Linked DNA regions of Mus musculus: region 2 is linked to region 1. The links are chromatin contacts, called in public ChIA-PET maps. All regions are on one chromosome and are shown on one strand. The core of a region is the stretch at or near the end of the contact, and the rest is flanking DNA. Distances in the headings are between cores, read along the strand shown. Region 1 holds the start of A930006K02Rik (RIKEN cDNA A930006K02 gene). Region 2 holds the start of Mrps6 (mitochondrial ribosomal protein S6).

Evidence for each region. ChIA-PET counts read pairs in DNA pulled down with a chosen protein or histone mark.
Region 2: a contact with region 1 is called in an RNA polymerase II ChIA-PET map of memory CD8 T cells, with 8 read pairs. The contact joins the promoter of Mrps6 here to the promoter of A930006K02Rik in region 1. A contact is called at or near these places in 1 of 484 Hi-C or Micro-C datasets (embryonic stem cells) and 1 of 115 datasets of contacts at active chromatin or transcription factors (memory CD8 T cells).

Annotation. Positions count from the first base shown.
Region 1 is chr16:91,460,069-91,466,775 of GRCm38.p6, forward strand. It overlaps A930006K02Rik (RIKEN cDNA A930006K02 gene), which reads left to right and starts at 5,036. Exons shown (of 2, transcript NR_077219.1): 1 at 5,036-5,568.
Region 2 is chr16:92,053,052-92,060,311 of GRCm38.p6, forward strand. It overlaps Mrps6 (mitochondrial ribosomal protein S6), which reads left to right and starts at 5,285. Exons shown (of 3, transcript NM_080456.1): 1 at 5,285-5,429. The coding sequence starts at 5,385. Slc5a3 (solute carrier family 5 (inositol transporters), member 3) reads left to right here and starts at 5,271. Exons shown (of 2, transcript NM_017391.3): 1 at 5,271-5,429.

The DNA.
Region 1 (6,707 bases), core at 3,786-6,285:
GGAGAGATGGCTCAGGGATTAAGAGCACCGACTGCTCTTCCAGAGGTCCTGAGTTCAAGTCCCCGCCACCACATGGTAGTTCAGTCATCTGCAATGGGGTCTGACGCCCTCTGCTGGTGTCTGACGACAGCGACAACATACTCATATACATAAATAAATAAGAAAACCTTTAAAATGAACAGAAGATGAGAGACGTGCTGGGGAGAGGTTAGGTGTGAGCGCAGGCCCTAAACTGCAGCCCACCTGAGGCTGTGGACTGACTTTTTTTTCCACAGGCATTCGATATCCTTTTTTGTATAGAAGAACCAGCTCTCACCTGGGCCCTTCTAAGCAGAAAAATGATCTCTTCCTACTTAACAAACCTCAACCAACAGCAACCAACCAACAACCCATTGACCTTCTTGGGGGCCTAGCATTTATATTCCCTCTGAAAAGTTCCCCAGAATGCCAAAGGTCAAACAATCGCAGAAACTATCTGCAGCTGGCAAGATCATGCTCCTGCTAGCACATGAGACAAACTGTGGTTACTTGCTGAAGACAGTCTGAAGCAGCCCCATATCCTGTACCCAGGATTAAGAAGAAAACATTCTTATAATTTTCCTGTGTTTTTCAAAGAAGCCAAAATTCCAAAATTGTCACTGCACATATCCCTTTTTGTCAAAGTAACTGAATATTTCTGCTTCCCCACTACTACCCTTGGCTGTCACTCACATGGACTGCCTGCTGGGATGAGGGAAGAGCACCATGGGAAAATGAACTCAAAGTTTCACATAGATCCATCTGCTCAGGTGACTCTCATCTTGCTTCCAGCCAGGATGCACACAGGCTATAATTCCTGTTGAAATAAGGGGTTCACTTGAGCCGGACAGCAGTGGTGCACACCTTTAATCCCAGCACCTGGGAAGCAGAGACAGGTGGATTTCTGAGTTCAAAGCCAGCCTGATCTACAGAGTAAGTTCCAGGAAACCAGGGCTACACAGAGAAACCCTGTCTCGAAGAAAAAAAAGGGGGGGGGTCACTTGGGTGCAATGAAATTTGATTTGCATCATTAGGTAAGAGATATATTAATATCTGACATATGGCCTAGCACCTGCATGTCCATTCAGTCTCAAGTGTCAGCAGGTTTCAAGCCATCCTGTGTGACACCCCCACAGGAAGGGAAGTCCTCCGGGAACAATTGTGCCGCCAGCTCTCTGCCGTTTCCCTTTAGAGTCTGTTACAGTGTCTACCCACAACTTGGGCAGACTGTTGTTCAAAAGTTTGTTATTTGTAGCTAATCTAATGCTCATGCAATAGACAACATTTCTGCAAATGAACTGAAACTTAAACATGACACTGTTAACAGCAGAACTGACACTTCCGCTGTTTATATGAACGCACGCAGGAAATGTCAAACCAGTAAGAATCTGATCAGACCACCGGGTTGTTAAAAACAAAACAAAACAAAAAAGTCACCATAAAGACGACCTTTTGTTCACTGGCCTGACCTGTTTCCCATTGTCCTCCTGGTATACACATTAGTTAATCACGGGAGGAAGCCATCGTAGTAGGACGGCATCTTCCTTAAAAAGAAACATCTACAACTGCTTCAGACGTTGAGTTACTATTCATTCATATGGTTCTTTACAAAATTTCACAACTGTTGACAACATATAGAAGTTGCTTCATAAATTCTTAAAAGGATAAAAAAAAAAAAAACCCTGTGGTTTTCTTTGCTGCACTATGTTGGTGAATTAAAACATATTCCTTACTCAGCAGTTATTAAACTATTATTAGACGGTATTAAGAAATATGGCTCGAGACTAGAAAGGGTCACACTTCCCAGTAAGCACTTTCCTGTTCTTCGGCCACATGTGGGGGAGGGCGGCAGTTTCTAGGGTGTCCCTTTCAGAAGTAAAATACAGTAGTCACAAAGCCATGCACTCAGCTGTGACTCACTAATAAACTAAAGCTGTAGCGCCCAGATTCTGCTTTCTAAATCATTCTAACAAAAAGAGAGACGTGTTCTGGAAAGGCGGCTAATCTCCAGGCTGGGCAGGGACAGTATAAACGCACAAGAAGCTACCAGTGGCTTTCAGAAAGCGTGCAAGGCTTGGACAGATGCAGTCATAAGAGCTCTGCCTGCCCCTGGAGAAAGTGGAAACAGCCAACATGTTCATAAATTCTCCAGATTAAATGTTTCACACACTTTGAGCTCATTCTTCTCAAAATAAAAACTAGTCTTTCAACTAGTCTTTCTGTGAATTGAAAAACTTTTACACAATATATTTTTGTATGTTCCCCCAACAGTTCCTCCCTAACTGTCCTTTTTCTCTCCTTAACAAACAAAGCACACAAAACCAGAAATCAAAATATACAAGCAAAAAAACAAAAAACAAAACAAAACAAAAACCCAGTAAGATTAAAAAAAAAAACAACAAACAAACAAAAGGAAGACAAAAAGTCACAAAAATACCACTGTGTTCTGGGCATGAGGCCTACTTAGCTAAAGTGTGGCTAATACACCCAGTGAGACTCCATTGGAAAAAACTACAATTTTTTCTTTACCAACAGGTATCAGTTGCAGGTAGCTTCTTGGTTAGGCGTTATTGTCTGTCAGGCCTCAAACCCAGGACAAACAGCTGAGATGCTATGAATAGATCAAAGCAGACTCTAGCCATCAGGATCTCCCAGCACCCCTAAGTCCCTACATGGTACAGTGTACTCGTGACTGGCATTCCTGTCCTCTACGCTAAACTTCTCCAGCCCAGGGCCTGGACTGAGCTGCCCTTCCCCCAGCTGGCCCTCCTTATATAACCCAGCCACTCTGGCTACACTGGCCTCTTGCCCTCTTGGCTGCTGCTCCTGGGTCCCCTGTGTCTCTCCCCTCCTGGCTCTCCTCACATGACTGCTTCAGTTTGCCCCTCTGTCCACTCTGGACTCTTCCAGATGTCTCTGACTCTGGCTATGTCTCCCTTGTCTAGAATAAGAACCTCAACCCCGCCAGGCAGTGGTGGGGCATGCCTTTAATCCCAGCACTTGGGAGGCAGAGGCAGGCACATTTCTGAGTTTGAGGTCAGCCTGGTCTACAGAGTGAGTTCTAGGACATCCAGGGCTACACAGAGAAACCCTATCTTGAAAAACCAGAAGAAGTAAAGAAGAAGAAGAGAAGAAGAGGAAGGAGGAGGAGGAGGAGAAAGAAGAAGAAAGAAGGAGGAGGAGAAAGAAGAAGAAAGAAGAAAGAAGAAAGAAGGAGGAGGAGGAGAAAGAAGAAGAAAGAAGAAAGAAGGAGGAGGAGGGAAAGGGGAAGGAGAAGGAGAAGGAGAAGGAGAAGGAGAAGGAGAAGGAGAAGGAGAAGGAGAAGAAGAAGAAGAAGAAGAAGAAGAAGAAGAAGAAGAAGAAGAAGAAGAAGAAGAAGAAGAAGAGGAAGAAGAAGAAGCTGGACCCCTTCTTTTTTTCCTTTATTTATTGTCCACATCCTGCTCTCGGTGTCAGGATACCCTGTGGCTGACAGTGTGCAGGCCTTGTGTGTGCTGCCACAGTCTCTGAGTTCACTTGTCTATCAGTCCTGCTCTATCTGGAAAACACTACCTCCTTCAGTCCTCTGTCACCTCTGACGCTTGTATCTTTCTGCCTCCTTTTTGGCCTAGACTCTTGTGCCTTGGTGGGGAGGGATTTGGTGGAGACATCACATTTAAGACCTTAAGCTCTAAAGTCTCACTCTCTTCATATTGTTTAGCTATAGATCCCTGTATCAGTTGTTCTAACTCAGAGGTTCTCAACCTTCCTGATGCTGTGACCCTTAAATACAGCTCTTCATGTTGTGGTGACCCCCCAACCATAAAACTTTCATTGCTACTCCATAACTGCAATTTTGCTACACTTATAAATTGTAATGTAAATACCTCTTTTCAGATGGTCTTAGGTAACCTTTGAATAAGGATCTCCAGCCAAAAGTTGAGAAACACTGTTCCAACGAGTTTGCAAGAACTCTTGGACAGTGGGAAATAGAAACTTTAACAACCTTAAGTATGTGTCACTGGTAAGGTTCTTCCCAATGACTTAGTAGCCACGACCAAAAACTGTTGGATCCACAGATCTTTAGGACTTGTTCATTTCATGAGTCAAACAGTCGTGGGGGTTGATTCTTTCGTTTTTGTCATTCAAGGAGCTTGGGTTTGAGCCTCTTTGTCTTGTTTTAACAACAGTTGTCATAGCTGCAATAATAACCCTAAGAAGATCTGAAGAGAGAGAGGGAGAGAGAGAGATTGATTCTCTGGCAGCCCAGGCTGGCTCTCCACTCCCAATATAATGGGGGCACCCTGCTAACTACCTGCTGAGGTTACAAACATGTGTTACCATGCCCGATTCAATTATTTCATTTTTGCTGCCACGGGGTATTGAACCCAGGATCCCATGCATGCTTGTCCAGAAGCTGCCGATGTCCTCATCCATCATCTTTAAATTTTATTTCCATAGCGTAGTCTTGAGGTATGTAAGTAAATAACCTTCTCAAACGCAGGCTCGAACTCTTTACGAATAGGTGTCAGGGAACCATAATCTCAGACCACCCCAGCCCCTAGGATGTCACCTCTCCGCACACTGGAAATTACCTGCCTCTCTGATACCACCGAGGGTGCCCGGCACCCGTGGGTTCCCACACTAGGTTCCAAGAGAGCCCTTGAGGAACGAGCCATAGCTCACACACACACACAAAACCAAGAAACGAAAGCGCTCAGTGCAGGAACTCTGAGCAGGCGCTCTAGCAGCAAACTGAGTTCGCCTCTGCTGTTGGAACAATTAACGGTGGGCTTCCGGAAGTGGGGAGGGTCATGACCTGTCAGGAAACGGAAATTAAGAGGACAGTGACTGCATACTACAGGGCCTTTGCAGAGGGGGCGGAGCTTTCATCGAGGGGTGGGGCCTGAGCGGAGGGCGGGACGGGGGCGGAGCAAATAGATGGGGTGTTCCCGAAGGGCAGAGCCCGGGCTGGAGGGTGTTGCTAGGAGGGCTGCAATGGGCCAAGGATTTTTTTTGGCGCGTCACTTGAAGTGACAGAAGACGTAAGAGGTAGGGCTGTCGTAGGCTCGGCGTCTCTGGTGCTGCTGGCCCAGGCACCTCGGGTTCTGCCCGTAGCCTTAGGTGAGCGAAGGCCGAGCAACGGGGAGTAATTGCTGGGCGCAGGTAGCTTGAGTCCAGCGCTCTCACCCCGACGCCCGCCCAATGGCTCTGCTCCAGCCTGGGATTCTGACCCGGGCCCGAGCCTGGGATGGCTGGTGGGTGGGAGACCAGAGAGCAGCAGAAATGTGCTTTCCAGCCCTAGTGCGGTTTGTCCCGGGTTAACGGAGGAGTGAGATGAGAGTATCACTCCTAACAGTCGAGCAGGCTAACAAAACAATAACAAATAAGCCAGGGAACCACTGGGCTAATTACATCGGGAGAATGGCGACTGCTCTAAGGGTGAGAGACAAGAGAGATCTCTTCATAGTGATGAAAACAAACAAACAAACAACAACAATAAAACCAAAAAAGACAGCCCGGCATCCCAGCCAGAACTCCTGGAGATAAGTTCCGACTCCTCTCAGGGAGGTAAGTGATGCCCCAGGTCTCACCCTGAAGATGGCACACGGTGGAATTCATGCTAGCAGCGTGACACAGCCCAGGGGGTTGCTTTGGAACCTTTGTTCTTGGAAAGTTTTATGTTCAGCTCAGGGTGAAAAGAGTTTTATGTCTATGTTCATGTAAAATTAACAATTGAGCAGGGTGTACATTGAGAAATTAATTTTCAGGAGCTAAAGAGACGGCTCACTGGTGCTGCTGCTCTTTCAGAGGACTGCTGTTGGCGTCGTGGCTAACTCTAGGGCAGTGTTTCCCAGCCTTCCTAATGCTGCAGCCCTTTAATACAGTCCCTCGTGCTGCGGTGAGGCTCAACCATAGAATTATTTTGCTGCTACTTCATAACTGTAATTTTGCTACTGTTATGAATCATAACAGGCAACCCATGTGAAAGGGATGGAGACCCACACAGGCTGAGAACCCGTGCTCTACAGCCTCTTAATTCCATCTCCAGGAAAATCTGATCTTCTGACCTCTGCACGTATATATACTTACACACACACACACACACACACACACACACACGCATAATTAAAAACAAAAATGACTCAAAATGTGGTGGCACCCGCCTGCAATCCAACACTGAGGTAATTGAGGAAAGCGGCTCAGGAGCACCATACCCTGTGCTGGGTGATGTGAGCTTGTCTCCTGGAACTACATTAAAGATGCTGAAGTGGATGGCCAGGTGGCGCGTCTGATAGGATCTTGATTATACCAGTCATTGAGTGTATGAACTAATTTAACGTTCAGCCAGTTAACAGTTATGCCAGTCATTAAGTGTATAAACTAAGTTAACTTTCAGCCAGTTAACAATTACACCAGTCATTAAGTGTGTAAACTCATTTAACTTTCAGCCAGTTAACGATTACACCAGTCATTAAAAGCGTAAACTAGTTAAACTTTTAGCTCTCTGTTCAGCTACTATCCATTTTACAGGAGTGGAAGCTGCAGCACTGAAAGACGAAGTCGCCTACTCACACTGTACAGCCAGTTTCTGGCTTAGCAGAAGAATGTCCTTCCTTCAGAGTCAGTCCAGAGGAGAGAGCGTTGTTGCTTAGCAACTGTTGGGCTGTTGGTGTTGTTTTGTGCCCTAGTGTTTGTGCCTGCGTGTT
Region 2 (7,260 bases), core at 4,035-6,534, 590 kb after region 1:
CCCAGCAACCACATGGTGGCTCACAACCATCTGTAATGAGATCTGACGCCCTCTTCTGGAGTGTCTGAAGACAGCTACACTGTCCTTACATATAATAAATAAATAAATAAAAAAAGGTCTCGGTCTCTTTCTCTCTCCCATTCATGAAGGCCAGAGGTGTTAGATTCCCCTGGAGTGAGTCACAGCCTGACACGTATACATCCTGGGAACTGAACTTGGGTCCTCTGCAAATGCTCTTGACCATTGATTGAACCATCTCTCCAGCCCCAACCTTTTCTTTTTGTAACAGAAGAGGGTGAGGTTAGGGAGGTTATACTTTGAAGACCTTGTATTCTCTTTATTTGTTGTTGCAGAGTCAACAGTTTGAGGCTGCTCTCCCTCAAAATGTACTTAATCAAAGAATTTAAAGCAACTTGGAAATTGGCAGAAAAAGGAGAAGATGTTTAAAGAGCTCACCAAATACCCACTGAGAGCGTATGCACATTCATCTAGGCAGGTAATGACTAGTCTGTGTTTACTGAGAAGAAAGAATCCCAGTTAAGTGGGCATGGCTAAAAGGGGAGGGTAGTGGAGAGTGCGTGACGGCTGCATGTAGTGGTTTAGGAATGACTAGAGGGGTCACGGGTAAAACAGTTAAAAGCAAAGTAAGTATGAAATGCTGTAGCCTAAATTGGCCCATTGACTGACAAACACAAATGCACATTGAGCCACACACAGGGCAGGCACACGGGGCAGACATGCAGGGCAGGAATGAAGGGCAGGTACAGGGCAGGCATGAAGGGCAGGCACACAGGGCAGGCATGCAGGGCAGGCACAGGGCAGACACACAGAGCAGGCACACAGGGCAGGTATACAGGACAGGTACACAGGGCAGGCACACAGGGCAGGCACAGGGCAGGCACACAGGGCAGGCATACAGGACAGGTACACAGGGAAGGTACAGGGCAGGCACACAGGGCAGGCACACAGGGCAGGGATGAAGGGCAGGCACACAGGGAAGGTACAGGGCAGGCATGCAGGGCAGGCACAGGGCAGGCATGAAGGGCAGGCACACAGGGCAGGCACGCAGGGCAGGCACACAGGGCAGGCATATAGGGCAGGTACACAGGGCAGGCATACAGGGCAGGCACACAGGGCAGGTATACAGGGCAGGTACACAGGGCAGGCACACAGGGCAGGCACACAGGGCAGGTATACAGGACAGGTACACAGGGCAGGCACACAGGGCAGGCACACAGGGCAGGCATATAGGGCAGGCACACAGGGCAGGCATGCAGGACAGGTACACAGGGAAGGTACAGGGCAGGCATGCAGGGCAGGTACACAAGGCAGGCATACAGGGCAGGCACACAGGGCAGGCATGAAGGGCAGGTACACAGGGCAGGCATGCAGGGCAGGTACACAGGGCAGGCATGCAGGGCAGGCACACAGGGCAGGCATGCAGGGCAGGTACACAAGGCAGGCACACAGGGCAGGCACCCAGGGCAGGCATGCAGGGCTTGAGATCCCCTGAAACTGCAGTTATAAGGAGTTGTATAGGTGCTGTGTTTGTGAACACACTGAGGTCACAAGCAGAGTTACTTATATATGGCTTACCTCTTCCCAGCAACATTCAGAACTTGCTCTTTAGACCACAGGAGGATCCTTCACCCGTTGGAGCAATCCTCCGAGGGAAGGTAAGAACATGCTAGTAAGCAAAGGTATCTTTGTGCCAGCCCAGGCCTTTATGATTCGAGATAATTTATCTTGTTTCCCTAACAGATTATCTATGGATAGGACACTCACTTGTTTTATACACTTTCCACCACCCACCTGCAGTGCCACAGTGGACTGTGCTCCTGGCAGGGAAGAGCAACTCAAAGTCCTTCCCAGCTGTAGTGGCTATTCCTGGTTGTCAGCTTGACTATATCTGGAATGAACTACAATCCAGAATTGGGAGGCTCACCTGTGATCCTAATCTGGAGGCTGAGAGATACAAGTTTCTGACCTGGATCTTGGTATGGAGATCTTGAGGCACAGTGGCTATGAGTTCCAGAAGATTAAGACAGGGAGATCTCTGAGTTCAAGGTCATCTGGGATTAAAGGTTTGGTGGCACACACCTTTAATCTGGGCCACACCTTCTGCTGGAGACCTACATAAGGACGTTGGAAGAAGGAAGATTTACTCTCCCTCTCCTTCACCTGCTTGCCCTGTGGGACTGAGCAACTGCTAGATCCTTGGACTTCCATTCACAGTTGCTGCTGACCATTTTTGGGAGTTGGACTGCAGACTGTAAGTCATCAACAAATTCCTTTACTATATAGAGACTACCCATAAGTTCTGTGACTCTAGAGAACCCTGACTAATATACCAGCCAAATTCTAATGCACTTGAATTACAGGAACTCAGGATATGGCCCCCTCATGCCTTTAATCCTAGTTACCATTGTCCTTTAATCATAGGACATTGGCTGCCTCTGTTGGAGAACAGCCACATTCAGGGACAGGGAGGGGAAAGGGACTGGGAAGAGACCATCAAGATGGCAGCCGGGGGTGGGGGGGTTGGGCTGGTGAGATGGCTTAGCGGTTAAGAGTGCCCACTGCTCTTCCAAAGGTCCTGAGTTCAAATCCCAGAAACCACATGGTGGCTCACAACGATCCGTAACGAAATCTGATGCCCTCTTTTGGAGTGTCTGAAGACAGCTACAGTGTACTTACATATAATAAATAAATAAATAAATAAATAAATAAATAAATATTAAAAAAAAAAAAGATGGCAGCCAGGATCCTGGGAAACTGCTCCTGGACAGGTGAGGAGACCCTGTAGTGACGGCCTGGGCAGACACAGACAAAGGGGTAGAGCAGGTCTGGGTACTGTTGGAGACATGTGGTAGTGACGGCCTGGGCAGAAATGAATATTAATACATGAAAAGCACTTCCTGGCTCACAATGAATGGCAGAATGTTAGGTCTGGTGATGATGGTGATGATGGTGATGGTGATGATGACGATAGTCAGCTATCTTGAGAATTATGGTGAAAAGCTCAAGGTCAAATCTCTCCTTATACAGTAGTAGAAGATGAGATGGCAAGGGGATGAACTGACCAGAGCACCTTGGATTTCAACTTTTGCCTTTACTCTCTCTTCCTATGACTCCTCAGAAAGCTTTACTTGAAAATTAGCCAAAACCTCTGGCCAATAAAATCTTACGTATCTACCGTATTAGATCTTTTTTCCCAAGATCCTAAAAGATATTTTTTAAAGATCAATAAATTAAATACTATAGAAATGGCTTATGATTCTACATGCTTACCCAACAGTATAAATAGTTTAAAATTATTTTTGATAAATTTCAATTTGCATCAGCATTAATTTTAACAATAAAATTAACAAAGCCATAGCCACTTATTTAAAACTCTGAAAGGGGCGGGGGACTTAGGATAGCTGATTTCTTTTCCACGTTAAGAAATGGGATGAGTCTGTGGGTGGCCAACAGCTTGGGAGGGTTGTGGGGTGCTGTCTGCCCTGAGGCATTGTTCAGTCAGGCTAATTTCCTCACCCCATTTGTCTAGAGAACTAGGACTTCACTGGTCCCTGGGTATCAGGGAAAAGCTGTGGTGCTTCCAACGGGAGGCAGTCCAGGCTGGTCACCTCAGGGTGTTGCTTGGTGTTTGGCTTGGCTCAACCACGTGAGACTCTTATCTTCACATTCCTAAACTGGGCCACAGGAAGGACAGTTTAAGTGGGATGTCACACAGATCTGGAATTCTCGTCTCAATGTCCAGAAATTCTTTCTTCCTTCTGTGTCTTTTTTTTTTTTTTTTTTTTTTTTTTTTTTTTTTTTTTTTTGGTAGCATGCTGCTTAAAAACAAAAAACAACCAACCAACCAAAACAAACAAACTAAAAAGACCCCCAACAACAACCAAAACAAAACAATCCAACCAACCAGGTGTGTGGCTGATGCTAAGTAGGTGGTTTTGTAGTTTGTGTTGAAGGGCACAGGACAAACCTTGAAATGTTAATGAAAATGTTAAAAAAACCAGGTATCCTAGGTTGTATTCAAAACCATAATCTTCTGTGGAGATTGGTCTGTGGAGGAGGTGACAAAGATAGTCTCCATGTGTGCTTTACAAAGACGTCCAACGCCACTGAGTAAGACCAACATCTTGGCCTGTAAGATGGGGGACGGGGTGAGGTTCATAAGTGTAGGCAGTGAAACTATTCTTCAGACATTCTGGACACAAAATTTTCTTTCCACGCGTTTGTGTTTGACCTTGGACTAATTAAATTATCCTTGCATTTTTCTGTTTGCTAATACCTAAAATAGGGCGAGTAGTACGATTTGCTTCACAGAGCTAAAGTGAGAACAAACAGCCTCAGTGTCGTGCCTGCTACAGACAGTAAGCCCTCAGTAAATTATTAGTAAATTATTATTAGAGCACTTTAAAGTTACAAGAACATTTCACTTAAAGACCCTTTTAGTTGGAGTAAGGTGGGAGCAGAAGACAACCATTGCAGCGGAATTAGTGCCTTCCAGAGCTAAGAAACAGGAGCAGGGGCAGAAGGAGGGGAGTCCCGAGTTAGCTCTATATGTGCGTGTATGGGTGTGTGTGTGTGCGCGCGCGCTGTGGAGTGCTGGACCTGGGACCCTCTACGAAGCCCCTCCTTACTCCTGTGTTTCAGGGAATCCATAGTTTCCTTTACCAGAAAAGCAAGGATAATATTTAAAGAATAACTGGCGAGAGTCGAAGCATTAACCTGCTTCTGGGTCAGGCTAGGCACACACAGCAAATGCCTACATAGCCCTTCGGTTCCAGGCTTGTTTCTTTGCGGCTTGGTGCAGCAGTCACTCCTTAGCACCCCGCCTTCCTCCCTGGAGACGCGGGCGAGGGGCACACAGCAGCCAGACCGCATCGCACCGCACCGCACCGCGGCGCACGCGCACTCGCTCGCCTAGCACCCGGGAAGGGAGGGTGGGCGGGGAGGCCTGGAAAGTTCCACCGGGTTCCAGAGCCCAAGGTTGGTAGGCGCGGAGGCGGCGGGGAGCGGGTGCGTGCCGAGCGAGGAGACGGCCTCCGACGGGCTGCTCGAGACCGTGTCCACGCTCCGCAGGCTCGGGGGACACAGACACGGCCCGGGAGGGCAAGCAGGAAGCCGTTGAGGTGCAAGTGCAAGGCGCCCTCCGGGAGAGGGGCGGGGCGGTGCCGGGTGGGCGGGGCTCTCGGTGGGCGGGGCGAGCCGTCTGCGCAGCTGCCGGAGCCTTTAAACCCGGCCTCGCGGGGTCGCACGGTGCTTTCGCCGTCCGGGAGCTGACCGGCCGTGTTCCTCTCTCGTCTTCCTCTGCGCCCCGCGTCCCCGCCCTCGCGACCCCGGCTCTCCTGGACTCGGCGCCGCCAACCTGGGCGATGCCCCGCTACGAGTTGGCTTTGATTCTGAAAGCCATGCGGCGGGTAAGTGACCTTCCCTCAGACCGAGTTCCCGCGCGGGCGCGCCCCGCCGCCTCTAGGCCTCCCAGTCCCGCGTGTCCTGCCTGCTGGACACCGGGTCCTCTCGCGCGGTGCGCGGGTGGTCGCGGGCGCAAAGTGGGGGGGTGGCGCGTGGGTCAGGCGCTCGGCGCGGCCGCGTGCGCGCGGGAGGCGGGGGGTGTGTATGCCCGCGCGTGTGCGCGGTCGCGGGAGGGGGTGTGCCGAGCAGGGGGCGGGGCGGGCCTCGGACCCCGGCTCTCCGGAGTCCGATGGAAGGACTGCGGGAGGACACACGCGCGAGAACCCAGGCCAGCCCCGCTCTGCGCCCACGCGTCGAGAAGCTGCTCGTCGTCCCCGCCGGCCGCTGGTCCCGATCGCCTGCCCTCAGCGTCCGCGATCAGTTACAGCCTTCCTCCAAAGCCCGCCAGTGCCGGCTGTGTACCCACGCACTTGTCACCGCTATCACACCAAAAAGAAAAAAAAAATCTTTTGACCTTTCTTTTTCTGACTCCAGCGGAAATCCTGCTCCGGGTGCCCTTAGCCCAGTTTTATTCATCCAAGTTGTGGCCTTGCTTGTGTTTCCGAAGACATGCCTTCCCCCAGCTTTTGATTGATCTGGAGGTAGGGACTTTCAGGTTTGGAGGGATGATAAACCACCAGCAGCCGGGTCACGGACTGGGGTCGGCGGCCGGCGGAGGCAGCTATGTTCTGAGTCAGTCAGTCGTCGCTGAAATCCCCATTCTTCTGAGAGAATTCGGTAATGTAGTGTGCTTTCACGCACTCTCCTTCCCTAGCAGGTACAGTTTAAAAGAAAACAAAAGCAACCGTTGTCCTTTTTTTGAGCGTTTGGAAGCAGCTTTCTTCTAGCCCTGGGCATGTAGGCTTTGGGTCAATTTCAAGTAGTGGCTTCAGTTTGAATCAACTTAAGCCAGGGGTCACGGGCTAGGCTCTGGTGAACAGCTAACAGTCAGGCAGCAGGAGGAGATTGTTCGGTGTGCCTTGTACAGGGTTGGCTTGGAAAGGACACCAGAGCCACCTGATGGTCCTGAAGTTTGTGCCCCCAAGCTTACTGACTCCCTGGCTCCGGGAGAACATTGTCTCACCTCTGGGTAATACTTTATCTACCTTCCTTCCTCATTGGGTTTTACAGAGTTAAAAGAATAGGAACAACAGAGGGGTCAGGGTCGAGAAAGTATTAAAAAGGGACTGTTTCTGATTAAATGGAAATTACTTAAGCCTCCCTTTATACTTTTTAGGTAATGTTAGAAACTGAAAAAATGTGACCACCAAGATTCATTCCCTCAAGGTGTGAGGTAGCAGTGACCCTTTGCACTCCTTTGAATGAGAGACTCTTGCTTAGCATGGCTGCCCAGTACACTGGCTAAATGTATTTTACCATGATGTGAATATGTGTTCACTCTGATTCAAAAGTCGGGTGTAACCTGCTCAAAATCTTGGCCTGAGGGTAGGTTCAAAGCACCTTAGAGAAGAGTGAAGACGGAAGAGAGGTGCTTAAACATAGTGTGGAAGATGTGTGAAGATCCTTACAGACCCAAAGAAACTAGATAAAATGACAACCCTCGGTTTTTCGTTCTGACTTTGAGAAGGTTGTAAACAAGTAAAGATGTGCAGAGACTAGACTTTTTTTTTTTTTTTTGCTTTCAGCTTTAGAAAACTGAATTCTTACAGGGTATGTACTTGTGGGTGTAAAGGAAAATGCACTTTGTTTTAAAAGAAAATGGCACAGTGGTTTGAACACCTAGAGCAGGTGTTTAGGAAGCCACAGCTCCCACCTAGGACAGTTAGCTTTTGTAGC